Regions from separate parts of the Capra hircus genome. Here all the other regions are linked to region 2. The links are chromatin contacts, called in public Hi-C maps. All regions are on one chromosome and are shown on one strand. The core of a region is the stretch at or near the end of the contact, and the rest is flanking DNA. Distances in the headings are between cores, read along the strand shown.

Evidence for each region. Hi-C and Micro-C count contacts between places; a contact is called where the count stands out from the background.
Region 1: a Hi-C map of blood shows a contact between it and region 2, with 2.0 times the contacts expected there. The contact joins the enhancer-like site here to the promoter of RHOB in region 2.
Region 3: a Hi-C map of blood shows a contact between it and region 2, with 3 times the contacts expected there. The contact joins the enhancer-like site here to the promoter of RHOB in region 2. A contact is called at or near these places in 2 of 5 Hi-C or Micro-C datasets (both in blood).

What each region holds. Positions count from the first base shown.
Region 1 is chr11:77,979,237-77,983,038 of ARS1.2, reverse strand. No RefSeq gene overlaps it. Among named protein-coding and RNA genes, the nearest start is that of HS1BP3, 55 kb to the right of the region's middle. Within about 2 kb of position 2,203, at least 2 of the 5 cell types and tissues checked have an H3K27ac peak or open chromatin away from gene starts, as enhancers often do.
Region 2 is chr11:78,106,965-78,110,970 of ARS1.2, reverse strand. It overlaps RHOB (ras homolog family member B), which reads left to right and starts at 2,053. Exons shown (of 1, transcript NM_001285685.1): 1 at 2,053-2,643. The coding sequence starts at 2,053. The coding sequence ends at 2,643. It overlaps LOC106502652 (a long non-coding RNA gene), which reads right to left and starts at 1,486. Exons shown (of 5, transcript XR_001296299.2): 1 at 1,426-1,486.
Region 3 is chr11:77,940,245-77,944,235 of ARS1.2, reverse strand. The region is part of intron 4 of HS1BP3 (HCLS1-binding protein 3); the gene reads right to left. Among named protein-coding and RNA genes, the nearest start is that of HS1BP3, 16 kb to the right of the region's middle. Within about 2 kb of position 1,730, at least 3 of the 5 cell types and tissues checked have an H3K27ac peak or open chromatin away from gene starts, as enhancers often do.

The DNA.
Region 1 (3,802 bases), core at 954-3,453, 130 kb after region 2:
CCCTCAAGGTACCCCTCTGGCGACTGTTTATTGTAGACCAGAGGCAGCCACCAGGAACCTCAGCAAACTGGATGGAGCCTGGGTGGGATTTGGGCCACTTGCGTGTGTCTGGGGTCCAGCTAAGGGCACCCCTCATAGCCATAGAAAGTGGCTGAGCCTGCATCACTGCTAATCCCACCTGAAGGGGGAAGCCCAGAAGAGCTTCGAGAACATGACCCTCAGAGGTGCCTCGTCAACCATCCCAGGGCCCCTGGTCTCCCCCCATGTTCATGGTGTGGCCTAGAAACATGGGATTCACAGGCCACAGGCAGCACGAGGCCCTCGGCCTTATCCCTGGCCATTTTCCCCAGTCCAGCAGGAAATAAGCATCGGTTCCAGGAGTCTGGAGCAAAGGGTCACTTCCTGGGCCAGGGTAACCACAGCAACGTCATCTCTCCCTACCCCTCCTCCCCCAGCCCTTCTCCAGCACCCTTGGACTAGTGAAGGGTCCTCCTAAGCTCGGATTTTGTCCACGTTACTTTCCTTCCTTCAGGCTGAGGAAGGTCTTGTGCTGGTGTTTTGAGTGCTGGATCTGCCGCTGATTTGCTGGGAGCTCCAGCGAGGCCCTGAGTGTCTTTTCTCCATTTTCTCAGCTGCAAGAGGAGGAAGTTGATTCTGATGAGTAGTAATCAAAACTGGACTATGGGAACATTAGGGATCCCCCCAGACATGAGAGCACTTTTGCCAGGCAAAATACTTTGCCTGGAGGAAACTTCTCTGACTGATTTTTTTTATGGGCAAGATTTTTTCGCTTGAGAAAAAAAAAATAAAGATTTTCATTGATTAAAAAAAAAAAATTCCTGAGGACCTCCCTAATGGTCCAGGGGTTAAGAATCCACCTTGCAATGCAGGGGATGAGGATTCAATCTCTGGTTGAGGAGCTAAGGTCGCACATGCAGCTGAGCAACTAAGTCTGGTCCTTGCAACTAAGACCTGACACAGGCAGATAAAGAAATATTTTTTTTAATTTATTTTAAAAATTCCTGAAAACTACTGGATTTGATTCTATGAGACATGGTTTTGAGCCCTGAGTCGCGAAGATCCCCTGGAAAAGGAAACGGCACCCCACTCCAGTATTCTTGCCTGGAGAATCCCATGGACAGAGGAGCCTGGTGGGTTACTGCTCATGGGGTTGCAAAGAGTCGGACACAACTGAAGTGACTTGGCATGCACTCACGCATTTAGAAATCTAAACAGTAAGCACCGTGGTAGGTTCTCAAGACTTGGACTGAGAGAATTCAAGGGAAGAGAGAGGCTTTCTGTTTTCCATCCGGTAAACTTTGTGTTGTTTTCATTCTTATTATCTTCTCCACGTGTGGCTAGAGGTACTGGCACCCTCCTTATCAGCTGCCTCATTGCCTCGATGCCTGGAGCAAGGCTCAGCCCCAGATGGTTAAGGAGACAAAAATGGGGACCTCCAAGGTCCCCCCACTTGGTGTGAGGTAGGTATGCCAGGAAGGCCTCCTTCCACCCTGAACTTGTCTTCAGTGTTGCAATTTCTCTCATATGAGTCTAACTTTTTGAGTATGTGAGTTCGTGCCAAGTGGCTTCAGTCATGTCTGACTCTTTGAGACCCCATGGACTGTAGCCCACCAGTCTCCTCTGTCCATGGGATTCTCCAGGCAAGAATACTGGAGTTGGTTGCCATTTCCTCCTCCATGGGATCGTCCTGACACAGGGACTGAACCCTCATCTCCTGCATTGCTGGCGGATTCTTCACCGCTGAGTCACTGGGGATGTCCCCAACTTCTTTGAATATATCTCTGTGCAATTTAAATTCTTCTTTTAAACTTCTTCCTTATCCAGGGGGCACTGAGAGGGTCAGCTGAGCTTCTCCCTGGCAGGAGGTCCTGAACGCCTGGGAGGGAGGGGACTGATGCTGGGGAGGTTGGGTGGGGGGTGGGGATTGACGGGAAAGGGTAGAGGGTGGAAATCTGAGACAGACACAGGAACCCAAAGTCTGAGCTCTGTCCCCTGGGATGAGCAGCCTGCTGGCGAGATTGCTAAATGCTGGTGGAAAACTTTCTATTTTTCAGCTTAGACTTCTGGCATCCAGTCCAGGCCAGTAGCAGAGGCTGTCGGGATTCCGAAGCAGGAAGCAGGGCAAGAAGATGGAGGAGCTGTCACAGCCCAGGGCCGAGTGAGGACACCACGGTGCCAGCACGTGGCACACTCGCTGCTGCCCTGGGGCCAAGGAAGTGCATCCTGTGTGGGCAGTCCTGCCAACCACTGCGAGCCACCTGGATTCTTGCCCAGTTGGGGACATGGGTCTGGATCACCCCAGCTGTCCTGGCCACCCAAGTCAAGTAAATGAGATTTGGGTAATTTAAAATCAGATTTGGATGCCTACTAACCCAGGACTCTGTCTCAGGGGGTAGAACTGGGGCTGGAGGCAAGAGACCAAATGAGGCTTTGTGCCTCCTCTGCAATGCCCCATTTTATTTTTTATTTTCTCAAGAAAAATGTATTCATGGGTAAGAATGAATACATTGGGTATGTATTCGTACCCAACTACTTCGGTAATAATAAAAAGAAACTTAAAAAAAAAAAGATCAGACCTTAAAAACGTACTATAAAAATATTAATTGTCTAAGAAGGGATTCCAGGGTTCCTTTTCAGAGCTAGAGGTGGGCACTGCCTGGTTGAGACAGTGCTCCAGACTTGCTGAATAGTTTGGCATCAGATCTGGTCCTTGGGCTTCAGTTTCCCCATCTGTACCAAGGGGAGGTGGACCCAATAGTCTCTGAGAGTCATTGGCCCTGACATCAGGTAACGAGAAGCTTCACTGTCTGGTTGGGTTATGCGGGGCCTTCTCTGCACTGTGAGGATTCCCTTCAGAAGCAGAGGCTTGGGCCTTTGTTTGGGAGTGGGTGCCACCCACCCAGGTCTGTGGGTGACAGCAGAGCAGCCCTGGCTCTGTGGGCAGACCAGCTGAGCTGCCCTCCTGGGGTGCGGGGGGAGCTCTGCCAGGCCCCTGAAAGCCTTCAGAGTCCCCAGGCCTCGGGACAGTCAGGCCAAACGCTGGCATTGCAGCGGGGTTCATTGTGTCTCTCTCTGGGTTTGGGATTGAACAGCCGTGACCTATGTGTGTCATTAAGACAGAGATGGTCTGGTTAGGGACATTGGCCCAGTGACCCTGCCCCCTAGCACTGATCACTATGACAACAGCTCAATAGGGTCCCAAGGGCCCAAGAATCCAGCTTCTACTGAGAGCGAGGTTGGCTGAGGTCAGACAAAGAGGGATTAATAGAGCCCTGTTCTCATTAAGCCACAAAGCACCATTATTACCAGTCGCAATGGTCCTACCAGGAGATGCATCAAGCTTTCAAGTCACAGAGAGCCCAGTACACTGAAGAGAATGGTTCCAGCCTCAGCCTCAAAATCACCCCGCTCCCAGAACCAGAGGAAGAGGAGAAAAACCAGAAAGAAACCCAAACATCTAACAGTGACATGAAGCACAGACAGGCGGATGACAGCACAGATTTCACTCATTCAGATGACGCTGCCAGTTATACTTATTACATTAAAGTCCCTGTGATTCACAGAAACAAGGTCACAAGACTGTCGATTAGATGTTATGTTTGTAAAAAAACAAAAAAGGATACATATGTATCCAATAAAAATATAGAAGAAAATATTTCAAAATGTTATCAGTGATTACCTTTGGAAAGTGAGATTATGGGTAATTTTTTCTTTAGTCTATCTGTGTTTTCTCTAACGAACATTCAGCTCTCTTGCACTTCTAAAAACTTTATTTTTAAAA
Region 2 (4,006 bases), core at 804-3,303:
GATAAGAAAGAATTCGGGCCTTCCAATGGCTTCCAGTCAGAGGGGGAGTCAGAAGTAGGAGGCAATAACCTCATCGTGATCAAACACTGAAGGTAGGAGGAGAAGGGGATGACAGAAGATGAGATGGTTGGATGGCCTCACCAATTAGATGGACATGAGTTTGAGCAGGCTCTAGGAGTTGGTGATGCACAGGGAAGCCTGGCGTGCTGCAGCCCATGGGGTCGTAAAGAGTCAGACAGGACTGAGCGACTGAATTGAACTGAACCTCATCGTGATGTAGTGAGTCTCTCCTTTCTGAAACGCCAAGAAGCATCCCACTCCCTCCAGAATGGAAATGGCCCAACCTGTGTAGTTGGTTCCTCCACAACTGGTCTCCATCCTGAGTTTCAACTCTTTCTCTCCCAACCAAGGGAAGCCACACTAAGCTATTCTCTTTTGTTAGAATTTGTCCTACTCTTTCCCCACATCTCTGTTTTTGCTCAAGCTGTTCCTCCTTCCTGGGAGGTCCTCCCTCCCTTCCTCCTTCCATCAGCCTCCCCACCTCTTCTGTCCATTAAGATGCTTTGACTTAGGCCCCTCTAGATCAGACATAAGTGTCATCTCCTGCAGAATACAAGGAGTAGATGAAATAAGTCCTGGTGGGTCGCCAGAGACTAGGTTTCTAGCACACTCCCCACCCTCAAACACACACACTAATTTGTCCTGTTCTAGCCTGCAAGTTTCTCAGCCCACCCATCCGGGCTTCAGCCTATTCTTGCCTAATGGGGTGTGGGGTGGTTGGATTTTATTGCACTACTTACTTCAGATAAACCAGGATCCAAATTAATCCTGCAAGCCAGGACTGAGGCTGCCCTTTTCTGTCTGGTTACTTCCTGAGTGTACCTGAAGTTCTGCAATCAGCCTCGACCTTCCCTTTTCACTGACCCTCTTTCCCTGAACCTTCACCTGGAGACCTTAGGCTGGGAGCCCGAGAAAGGGGTAAAGAGACTGGCTTGTTAAAGCCGGAAACCGGAACCAGGCCCACCCATAAGGCACCCTCTAGCAGATCCAAACACGGCCCAGGGAGAGAGAACCCTCGTGGAAGGATGGTGGCAGGCTCGACAAGGGGAGGGGCTGCTTCTAAAAGAAAAAAGAAAAAGAAAAAACAACAACAAACCACAACCTTGATTGGAAATAAGCCTGTGTGCGTGTGTGTCTGCGTGTCTGTGCATTTAAAAAGAAAACCACGTTAAAGGAGCCGCTCCCTACCCTACAGGTCCGACCACCCGCTGGGAGTTTGCGAAGCAAGCAAGGCAATACGAGTGGGAGAGACTCATTCACGCGCCCACAAAGTGCCTCCTGTCTCGGAACCGCTCGCCCAGGCCCCGCGGGCTGCTCCGGGCAGCCGTCTCCAGCCCTTCGGTCCCGCGCGCAGAAAGAGCGAACCTTGACGCAGCCAGACACCCGCAGCTCCCGCCGCGGCGGCAAACTCCCCAGTCGCCGCCTCTCCCAGCCCCGCGGCCTGGGCAGTCAATCAAGCCCGCCCGGCCCCGCCCGTGGGCTGCAGGGGACGGCCAATCAAAGCCAAGCTCCGCAGCGATGAGCTCAGTCGGCTTGCTTCCCATTGGACGGCTATATTAAGAAAGTCGCCGAACTCTTTAAATAGCGGGCGCTAGGGCCGCAGCCTGCATCTGCCGCCGCAGTCGGGCTGAGTTCGTGTTCTCTCTTGTGTTTTCGCCTAGGCCTAGGGAGATCCAGGAGGGAGCTAGGCCGCGTCCGCTTGCTCTGGCCACCGTTTGCTCACAAAGGCGCCGACCCGAGACCAGGGGCGAGGAGAGCGGCCGCCGCTCGGGAGCAGCGCGGAGACGCACCGTGCGCCCTATGCCCCCGAGTCCCCCACCGCCCCCGCCGCGGCAGCCGGAGCACTACGAGGGAACGCGCGCCATCCCGGGACCTGGGTGCAGCTAGCGACCCTTGTCCCCAGCGCGCAGCCCGAGGTGAGCAGTGAGCGGCGAGCGGGACGGCAGCGAGGCGTTCGCGGGGCCCCTCCTGCTGCCCGGGCCCGGCCCGCTTATGGCGGCCATCCGCAAGAAGCTGGTGGTGGTGGGCGACGGCGCGTGCGGCAAGACGTGCCTGCTGATTGTGTTCAGTAAGGATGAGTTCCCCGAGGTGTACGTGCCCACAGTCTTCGAGAACTATGTGGCCGACATCGAGGTGGACGGCAAGCAGGTGGAGCTGGCGCTGTGGGACACTGCGGGGCAGGAGGACTACGACCGCCTGCGGCCGCTCTCCTACCCGGACACCGACGTGATCCTCATGTGCTTTTCGGTGGACAGCCCGGATTCGCTGGAGAACATCCCCGAGAAGTGGGTGCCCGAGGTGAAGCACTTCTGCCCCAACGTGCCCATCATCCTCGTGGCCAACAAGAAAGACCTGCGCAGCGATGAGCACGTCCGCACAGAGCTGGCCCGCATGAAGCAGGAACCGGTGCGCACGGATGACGGCCGCGCTATGGCCGTGCGCATCCAAGCCTACGACTACCTCGAATGCTCGGCCAAGACCAAGGAGGGCGTCCGAGAGGTCTTCGAGACGGCCACGCGCGCCGCGCTGCAGAAGCGCTACGGCTCCCAGAACGGCTGCATCAACTGCTGCAAGGTGCTATGAGGGCCGCGCCCGACCCGCCTGCCCCTGCCAGCGCAGCTCCCCATCCCGGGCCCGTCCCCCACGAGCCCGGAGAAGGGGAGAACCTTGCCCCCCCCCAAAGACCCCCACCGGACTGCCTGGCGTCTGCTTTCAGCCCCGGCAGCCGTGGCCTGGAGACTCAGGCTCTGGCACCCGAGAATCGGCCGCGTGGTAGGCACCCGGCGCCCCCTTTCCAAGTGTCTGTGCGTCCGGCTGTGGCACAGGCTTGGCCACCCCACTGAGTGCCAAGGGTCCCCTGAACACCATTTTCTGAAGAGCCAAGCCTCTTCAGGGTGTGTGGCTGTGTGTATGTTCGACTCCCCGCTGCCGAGTTTTCACCCCACGCCAGCCCCTGCTCCCCGGACATGAGCTTGGCGCCGGGGTGCGGCCGCGCCCCATCGGATGTGCGTCTGTAACCAGTGAGCGCCTGCTATGCCCTGTCTGTAACATAGACCTCGGGACCTGCGGGAGGGGAGGGCTGGGGAGGATGGGGTGTTATATAAATATAGATATAATTTTATTTTCGGAGGTAGGATGGTGTTATTTAATGGTGGTGGTGGGTGGAGTGACAGGGCGCTAGAACAGCTCCAGCCGGGTCTGAGTGAGGCGTCATCCCAGCACGAACAAGACTTGGCCATGTTTCCTACCCCTGGGGAAGACATTTGCAGCTGACTTGGGGCCTGAGAGGACACAGCTTCCAGACTCCTGTCTCCTGCCAGCCAGCCCCCCCACCCCCCACCCCCCCGGCGAACCCCTCACTAGCCATTGAGAAGGAGGGGTGAAGTGTGCTGCAGGTTGTTTTTGCCATAAGCGAACTTTGTGCCTGTCCTGCAAGTGAAAATTGTTCAGTCCGAGAAACTGATGTTATTTGATTTATTTAAAGGCTTAAACTTGTTTTTTTTCTTCTTTTTGGAACGAATTCTTTGCACAATTGTTTCATTGTTTGACATTTAATGCACTTGCCATTTGCATAAGACAGTAGCATTCTGACCACACTTGTATGCTGTAACCTCATCTACTTCTGATGTTTTTTTTAAAAATGATGATGACTTTTAAAAAACAAGGAGAAGAAAAAGAAACCACTAATTTTTTTCTTTTGAAAAAAGTGGCAACACTGTTCTATTTTGCGATTTTATTTGTGCACGTATGCGCACTCTTTTGATAAAGGGCAGTAACCAGTATTAGGGCCTATCTAAAACCTTTTGTTGTTGGTTTTTTTTTTCCCTCAAGGCAGTCTCTAAAGCTGTGTGAAATTTTCTCTGCATCTCTGTACAGAGAATAAACCTCCCTCTTGTGTCTCTTTTCTCCCCCTCCCTTCCCCATCCAGTGGTACTTCTACTAAATT
Region 3 (3,991 bases), core at 481-2,980, 170 kb after region 2:
GGTGATGGAATTCTAGTGGAGCTGTTTCAAATCCTGAAAGATGATGCTGCGCAAGTGTTGCACTCAATAAGCCAGCAAATTTGGAAAACTCAACAGTGGCCACAGGACTGGAAAAGGTCAGTTTTCATTCCAATCCCAAAGAAATGCAATGCCAAAGAATGCTCGAACTGCTGCACAATTACACTCATCTCACACACTAGTAAAGTAATGCTCAAAATTCTCCAAGCCAGGCTTCAGCAATATGTGAACCGTGAACTTTCAGATGTTCAAGCTGGGTTTAGAAAAGGCAGAGGAACCAGAGATTGCCAGGAGCCAGCACGGGAGATCCCACCCATGACAATGTCATGTAGGACTTGAGGGACTCCCTGGGCCGATCCCACCCATGACAAGGAGACCTGACAAGCTGCAATTCATGGGGTCGCAAAGAGTCGGACACGACTGAGTGACTGAACTGAACTGAACTGAAAATGAATTCTTTTCATAGAAAATTCTGAAAACCTTTTATATGTTAGTAGGAATCTGCCAACTAAAGATGCTTGTGTGGAAAGGCAAGAGTGGCAGAGAAACAAACACTTCATGGCAAATAGATGGGGAAACAGTGGAAACAGTGGCTGACTTTATTTTTGGGGGCTCCAAAATCACTGCGGATGGTGATTGCAGCCATGAAATTAAAAGATGCTTGCTCCTTGGAAGGAAATTTATGACCAACCTAGACAGCATATTAAAAAGCAGAGACATTACTTTGCCAACAAAGGTCTGTCTAGTCAAGGCTATGTTTTTTCCCAGTAGTCATGTATGGATGTGAGAGTTGGACTATAAAGAAAGCTGAGCACCAAAGAATTGATGCTTTTGAACTGTGATGTTGGAGAAGACTCTTGAGAGTCCCTTGGACTGCAAGGAGGTCCAATCAGTCCATCCTAAAGGAGATCAGTCCTGGGTGTTCATTAGAGGGACTGATGCTGAAGCTGAAACTCCAATACTTTGGCCACCTGACACGGAGACCTGATTCATTTGAAAAGACCGATGCTGGGAAAGATTGAGGGCCGGAAGAGAAGGGGACGACCGAGGATGAGATGGCTGGATGGCATCACCAACTCGATGGACATGAGTTTGGTTTTCACCAACTCGATGGACATGAGTTTGGGTAAACTCCGGGAGTTGGTGATGGACAGGGAGGCCTGGCATGCTGCGGTTCATGGGGTTGCAAAGAGACGGACATGACTGAGCGACTGAACTGAACTGAACCAGGAGCACATACCTTCCTGACAAAAGGGCTTTTAAATGTGCTTTTAATTTTTCTATGCTAATTGCATATTATTTGAGTTACAGTTAAAAATGTTCCTAGCAGAGTATTTCCAGCCAAAGGCAGAACTATTCTGGGAGAACTTCACCTTTCTTAGAACTGTGAAATCCCTAAAACAGAAAGTTAAATATGAAAACTGTGTTCCACATGGAAAGTGATGGTGAGGACATTAAGTGAAAAAGCAGAGTATAAAAGGCATGTGTGCTATGTTTGCAGTTATGTGGATCAGCCTGGGACAGGGATGCAAAAAAAAATCTGCAAACAGGAGAGTGGCTGGGTGGTAAGGTTTTTTTTCTATCTTGAGGCACTTTCTAATGGTCTAGTAATGCCTCTTTCCCTAATCAAAACCAGGTTTAACAGACAAAGGAAAACCAGGCTTTGTGCCATGGCGCGCACCCTCCCAGCAGCCCTGCAGTGGAGTAACAGCGCCCCACAGTGGCCATGGCAGGAAGGGCCGACACCTGGAAACGGAGCGCCAGAGCCTGGCCCAGATGGGCGCTCAGGGTCGGGTGGCTGGGAAAGCAGAGATGCTGCATCCACAGAGGAACTGAGAGCACAGGATGGAGAAATGAGCACGCAGAGCATATCACTCCTGCAAAGATCAGAGTGTTCCTCACCGCAGGGTGGGGTGGGCCGCACTGCACCAAGAGGGTTAACAGGCCCACCTGGGGGTCCCAGGAGAGGCCTGACTTCAAGGCAGGGCTCTGCCACACCTAAGGCTCTGGCCAAGCGCCCTCTCAGCTCTGTCCTCTATGTTCCCATCTGTGAAAGGGGGGTATAATCCTAGGGCTCTGCTGGAAGACTGGATTGAGGGCCAAGGCAGGGAGGTGGCATCAAGTCCTAACTCTGCCATTTGGGGCTGAATGAATGCGAATGAATCACCAGACCCCAAACATCAGGCTCTTTATACACAGAATGGGCCTGATGCCAGGGCCAGCTTCCTAGGGCACCACTTCCCAAGCCAGATCCACAACGGATCCAGAAAGCAATGTGGTGAGTCATGACCTTTAAAAAAAAATAGAAAATATCTATCCATGTAAAGGCTAATCAATTCCTGGCATTTAATACATTCTCCAAAAAAGAGCTAGTTGTTATTATTCCCAATGGAGGCAATAGCACTGACTATTATCACATTGCTTAAGAAAAGACTGACAGAAGGTCAAAAGACTCCGGGGTTTCTTTCAGGTGCTCAGCTCTCCTCGGATTCAGGAAGGAGGCCCCTGAGTGCAGAGCTGGGGATGGCACTGGGGGGCCGAAGTGGGGGTGACAGTCAGTACCTTGCCCGACAATCTGCTACTGAAGTAAAAGCAGGAAATTAAAGGCAGCCCTTGCCAACCCCAAAGAGCATTTTCCTACCCAAAAACGGAGCAGCTTTGCTAAGCACATCCTTCAGCCAAAGGCTGGCACAAACCACGTAAGCCGATCTCAGTCTGAGGGCGAATAATATGCAGTTACTCAGAACAACAGACAGGATGAGTTCAAACAAATACAGCCCAACACGGCCCTCGGGCTGCCCAAGGCTGATAATGAACTTCTCCCAACATGATCTCACTATGGTTCCCTCAGGGACACTGACCTCCTCCCAGGTCAAGGCCAGCATGGGGCTGGGAGGAGCCTGACTCCTGGGCACCAAGGAGCTGCAGGGCCTCCGGCTCTTGTCTCCCATCTCCCTGAGCACCTGGGATCTTTCTCAAGTCTGGCTCCTTGGCCCCGCTAGGCTGGCCTCACAGTGACCCTGTGACCACATGTCCCCATGCACCCACCCTCACCGTCACACAGGAGAGGAAGCCCTGCCGGCAGTGGGCAGAGCTCTCTGGACCGCACTTTTCATGCTGTTCAAGTTGAACTTGCCTCTGCCTCATCTCTCTTCGGCTCTAATTTCTTTCTGGAACAGGACTTGCCAGACGGGCAGAGACAACGTCACCCTGGGTCTGCAGTCCAACTCTGTGGAGGCGGAGAGGCAGAAAGACGGGGCCGTGACATCTAAGCCACTTACCCTACACGAGAGCCCCAAGAGACCGGTTGCCATCACTACCCTGTGCTTCCGCTGCAGAAAACTGGCGGAGAGGGATAAACTGCCAGGACTCCAGCCCAGGCAGTTGGCTCCGAGGTCTCGGACAGGATTCCGAGCTCCATTTGCATCCCAGCACCACTGTTCCCCAGTCCCCTGACCGCGGGCAAGGCATCCGGCCCCTGCAGACGCCAATCTCTTTAATGTGTCAAGCGACGTGACAACGCCTGCTTGCGGGGTGAGCTGTCAGTGAGATCCGGGAGACAAAGGGCACGGTATACCACCTGGTGCATAGTAGGTGCTCAAAACCAACAGTTCCCACCTTGCTTCTTGCTCATTTCAGCCAAGAAGTGAGGGTGCTGGGGGAGGCGGTGATGGTGCTGAGTCTGTCTGGCTCCCGTCTCCTTCTGGTTGGGAGGTCCTGCCCACCGCCTTAGCCGGTGCCCGCTGGAGGGGCCTGGGAAGCTGAAGTCTTGCTCTCTAGTCTCATCTAGCCTGCAGCCCCTCCCCCACCTCAGGGGGCTCACCATGGGGACTCACCGGCAGCTCACTGACTAGCTGAAGGAAGTCAGAGGGCCAGGAAAGGAGATGGAACATTAGAGTGCCAGAATCAGGACAAGGGGCCTTCAAGACCACAGCTAGCTGTCTCTTCTTCCCCAGTGCACGTGCGTGTGCAC